Regions from separate parts of the Macaca mulatta genome. Here region 2 is linked to region 1. A link is a contact called in public Hi-C data. All regions are on one chromosome and are shown on one strand. The core of a region is the stretch at or near the end of the contact, and the rest is flanking DNA. Distances in the headings are between cores, read along the strand shown. Region 1 has its middle 9.1 kb from the start of HOXD4. Region 2 overlaps LOC106992627 (a long non-coding RNA gene).

Evidence for each region. Hi-C and Micro-C count contacts between places; a contact is called where the count stands out from the background.
Region 2: a Hi-C map of fetal cortex germinal zone shows a contact between it and region 1, with 4 times the contacts expected there. The contact joins two enhancer-like sites. A contact is called at or near these places in 7 of 14 Hi-C or Micro-C datasets (CD4 T cells, blood, cortical neurons and 4 more).

Annotation. Positions count from the first base shown.
Region 1 is chr12:81,072,932-81,075,481 of T2T-MMU8v2.0, reverse strand. No RefSeq gene overlaps it. Among named protein-coding and RNA genes, the nearest start is that of HOXD4, 9.1 kb to the left of the region's middle. Within about 2 kb of position 1,286, at least 6 of the 40 cell types and tissues checked have an H3K27ac peak or open chromatin away from gene starts, as enhancers often do.
Region 2 is chr12:81,479,705-81,482,254 of T2T-MMU8v2.0, reverse strand. All of the region lies in intron 2 of LOC106992627 (a long non-coding RNA gene), which reads right to left. Among named protein-coding and RNA genes, the nearest start is that of MTX2, 280 kb to the right of the region's middle. Within about 2 kb of position 1,279, at least 20 of the 40 cell types and tissues checked have an H3K27ac peak or open chromatin away from gene starts, as enhancers often do.

The DNA of each region.
Region 1 (2,550 bases), core at 37-2,536:
ATAACAGCAATAGGTTAGGTCCCAGAACTATGTTCTCCTGAGTCTGCTACTTCCTGTGTGTTCAAACCTGTCTTGTCCTCCATAGAATTTAAAAATTTGGTGAGTGAACCAGGGGTCTTTTGCTCTAAAGGTCTAGGCCTGATTACTCAGTAAGAGGGGGATAATAAGAAACATGTATGTATTGAATACTTGGTATGTGGCAAAACACTGGTTTAAGTACTTAACCAGTGAGTTAAAGTACGTAAAGCAGTTAGAATAGTGCCTGACATATAGTATTGCAAGTAAGTAAAAATTCTCATAGCAACCCTTGAAGGTACTCTTATCCCTCCTTTTCAAAGAAATTAACACGTCTAGAGAGTTGCAGTACTCACCTAAGGTCACACAACAGGTAAGTGGGACCATGGCAGTCTGAACCCACAACCCATTGTCTTTGAAATCTCCAAGCCAAAAGTACGGGATCCATGGCCCCTTCCCTAAAATGAAAGTACTCAGCCTATAGGGTGGCGACCTTAAAAAACACAACCCTGGATGGAAGCCTAGGAGCTCTGGGGGATGCCTAGTTGTAGGGGTAGAGGGAACTTGATCTTTGGAGAACAAAGGATCATAAAAGGAGCAGGAGAGATAATTGCCCAGTGGTTCTCAACTGCCCTGGGGGGAGGATGTTTACAAAATGCAGGTCTCTGGGTACCATATCTGGATATTCTGATTCAGTAGATCTGGGATAGGACCCAGAAACCTGCATTATAAACAGGAGATTTGATGCAGGTCTCCACTGAGAATCCTTACCCTAGAGAAGGCAGTGGGGAGAGGGGGACAAAAGACTGCATTGCCAAGAGATAATGGAGGATCAGTGGGATTGGGTCAGAGCATTATTTAAGTAAGGTGTCGCTAGCTCTTGAAGCTGGTGCGAGGAGTACCCAGTGGAGCCCACAAAAGGCCTGAAATGCGCGAAGTGGTGGTAGAAGAGTGGTTGGGTGGTGTGGAGTAGACATGCGCATCTGGCTAGTTCTCTCAAGCTGCAGAGCAAATGGGATTTACCTAAGCTCTAAGAGTCTCCAGAGAGTCCCAGGACCCAGGCCCTGTTCTAAGTGAGCAAGGGCAAGGCCCATCAGCCTGTTGGAGGGGGTACTAAAGGATGTTCTTTTCAAGGCTGTCCATTCTGGGTACCAGGAATCCTGGGCAAGGTAAATGACAGGACCCGCGGCCCAGAGGGAGGGGCTGGTTGGGATCCGCGGATTGGGCCCAGCTTGCCCCACACAGGATTCAACTTGCTGCTCCCAGGAGCGCAGCACGAGGAAATCGCGCCCCCTCCGGGAGGGCGGAGAAAGCGAGGTGGCCTGCCAACCCGGAACGGCCCTAGGCTCCCAGGCCTCGGAGCTGCCTCCACTGCGGGTCTGGAGAAGGGAACCCCTGGGGGTGTGGGGCGCAGCGCCGTCGACCCTTGTTCTAGGCCCCACACACTTTGCGCGCGGAGATAGAGGGAGTCGGTGAGGGAGGAGAGGAAAGCGATCCCTCCGCTCCCGCCCTTCCCGGCCGCAGCAGCCGGCGAGACGCTTGTCCTACAGCGCCTCCTTCTGGACGAGGCGCCAGACAACCGAGCAGGCCGACCACCAGCCCCGGAAACCTGAGGCTGAGACTTCCTCCAGCGGGCGGAGGTCTCCCGGCACCAGAGGCTGGTTCTACAGTGTCCCCTGGGGCGGCTGAAAGGAGCAAGAGGGACCTGAGGCCACCTCTCATCCCCTACCCCCCACCCCAGCACAAACAACAAGCTCGTGGCCCATTAATTAAGCGAACCCAGGCGGGAAAAGCCCTTATTTGTCCGTTTGTTTATTTATTTATTTGACTACTCTTCGCCAAGCTGCTGCGCCCCAGAGCCCTCGAATGTGCTGTGCTGGCATAACAAGATCCGGGAATGATCGGGCTGAAGGATTGGCCCGAAGTTTGGCTGTTTGAACAGGCGCCAGGAGGAAAGGCCTTTTCCCAAAGCAGTAGCACCAGGCCGAAAAAAAAATCTATACCCTTCCCCGAGGGGCAAATATATGCTATATATATACTGGAAAGAAGAAAGTTTCCTTTGGCCCCTGTCTCGTATTTGCAGCCTATGTCTAGCGTACAGATTTAAATTGGGGTGATGAGTCATAATGATTGGAAATGTAGCCAAAGGTAGAACTGTTCAGCTATACAGGGAAGGCTGAGATAAAGACAAGATGAGTAGCGAGCCTTGACGGAGGGAGAATGGAAAGATCGGGTGTATCTTCCTGCTCGAGTCCACTCGTCCCCTCCCCCACAACCCGTGCTTTGCCGATTGAATCCTCGGGCCGGACAATTTAACTGCACATGCGCTGGACGCCTGGCGCGCGTGTTTGGCGGGCACTGTGGGGCCCTGAGCTGTGCCGCCGGCGTGCACCGTGCAGTACGGATGAGGCACCGCGCACCGCTTCTATGCCTGGATGCAGAGGAGCTTGGGAACCTCATCTCAAGAAGCAGGAAACATACTTTTGTTTTTCAGTAAAATCTGTATTAAAAGCTTAAGCTGTCCTTTCTGATTTG
Region 2 (2,550 bases), core at 30-2,529, 410 kb before region 1:
AAATGAGGTTCCAAGAATTTGAGATGGATTATGCAAATGACTGATTTGTACTATCATACATTTTAAAATACTTTACACATAACAATTATAGGTGTTGAAATTTAAAACATTGATGAGCAGCTGTTAACTTTTAAAATTATAATAAAATTAAAGTGGCCATTATCAAAGAAAGGAAAACCAAGCACTCGTCCATAGAAACTATTTTTTAAGATACAAAGCTCCAATATGTTGTTAAGAAAAAAAATGCACTTGCCTCTTCTCCCAAGTAATATATTTTAGCTTCTTATTATGAATAATCCATCTTTCTCTATGTTCATGGAAGGAGTAAAGCTCAGTCTTTATTTGCTTCTACAGGAAATTTTATTTTCTGTAGAAAGCTGGTCAATTCAGAATAAAGGGACTAATTTATATTTGACCACTAGGTGTCACTGTTGGTGGTGGCGTGGGCGATAAGGAGGGGGAGGGGAATTGGAAGCAATCTTAGGGGATTTGGGGGGTTGAAACATAAAATGCTCACATCATTGCCATTCTCCCTAAGTACGGCAGGGTGGTAGGAAGGAAAGAGAGACGTGTGAAGACACAGCTTTGGCAGCAGTTCGGTGCTGACCGGCCCTCAGACCACCCTAGGAGACTGCTGACTGCAGAGCTGCAACCCCAACAGAAATTGACTCTTCAAGTCCATTTTAATCATTCCCTAACCACCTCGCAGGAAAACAGAAAAACGTCAGTGACTCCACGTTGGGAGAGCGAGGCTCTCCTCGGCCACGCCTGCCTGGTGCTGAAGAAATCAGATGAATAATTTATATCACAAAGCAGTGTGCGGGGTGTCAGCTCGTGTGTGAAGGGGCTCTGAGTGACGAGCTCTGGGCGCACGTCAGAAACATCATCTATGAGGCCAACATACAAATCCAGGCGGAAGAGCCTCAGGAAGTGGAATGGGAATTTTTTTGTCAGCAACGGTCAGTGAAGTCCAATTTACTTCTGGACTTGGCTGTGTGAAATGGGAACTTTTTCAAAGCCCGTGGAAAATCAAACAATGAAAAAGAGATTTTCCTGACGTCGTACTTGGCTCAGACTCCAAGGATAGCAAGATGGGCAGTGCCTGCCTGGCCCCCGGAGGGAGATCGTGCTTATCTTCAGAACAGCCCAGGCCCGACGCCAAGCCTTACGGCCAGGGGTCGGTTCCCGTGCCCAGCAGCACACCCAGGATCTGCAGGCGGGGCGGGGCTCGCTGGCAGAGCCCTGCAGAGGAGGCTGCCGTGTGCCCCTGCTATTTCAAGCAAGCGTCTCTAGCTGGAGCTGTTATTCTTTCACTTTCCTAAGGGGGAGAAAGTTAAGAAAACTAAGGAGTTGGAGTGGAAGGGACGTTTGAGGAGAGAGCCTAAACAAGGGGTACTAACCCCCTTGTAAGCATCTAGAGGAGAATTTTTAAAAATGGAGGAAGGAGTTGAAATATATGGCCCAAAAGTTTTCATATTTGAAAATAGTTTCTTGCTCACTTATGCTATAAACTATTGCATCAAATGACCATTTCTAACCATTGTCTCACCAAATGAGACATTTTTCAGGACAGGATTAGTAGTTTATACTTAACCACATTCACTGGAAGCAAGTTAGTGAGATAATCACGTAATACATTAAAAAAATTTAAAAACAGGAAAAGAGGTAAGCAATGAACATTGAGTGCCAACCACACGTCAGGTATTATCCTCAGTGTTTTCTGTTCATCAACTCATTTAATCTTCAAACAACACTACAAAGCAGGCACTAATATTATTCCTATAAGAGATGAGAAAATGGAGAGAGAGAGAGAGAGAGAGAGAGAGAGAGAGAGAGAAAGGGGTCAAATGGCTCTCCCAAGGTCGCAGAGCCTGTAAGTGGCAGACTGCCTCCAAGTCACTCAGCAGCAAACACAGGTCCAGAACTCAGAGCTCTGACCCTCACCATCCAGGCTCTCCTTATGGATCTTTTACCACCTTGTGCCCTGTGAAATGTCTACCAAGTTCAGATCCTAACCACTGACAGCCATAAAATGTTTGCACAATGGAATTTCTCTACTTGCTACATTCTGACAAAGTACTACACCAAAAGATGGAATGCAAACTAGGCTGTGAGGCCAGCCCTGGACAGGCATGCGTTTTGTGGCTGACAGTTTCAACCGCTACCTCAGGCAAGCCCTTGAGACATCTCTCTGGACCAACTTCTGTTCATACAGCCACGTAATCTCTGGTCAGAGTCAACTAGCTATATGAGACTATAGATCAAACGTTCATTGTGATTTACGTGAAATTAATTTCCAGAAAGTGTAAGTAATTATACTCTGTATGAAAACACATATTTTCCAGGAATTTTTTATTGCCCATGACACACACACTAAGATTTTGCCAAAATAAGTTCAAGCCAGTTGTGTAAATGTACTCAAAATAGCTGAGGCTACATAAAATGTCTTTTGGGCACTGACTCAGGGGAAAAAAAACAAATGTGCTCCTTAATAACCCTGGTAGCTGTACTGACTCTAACAGATAGTTTTCTAGTCCAGCAACAGTATTG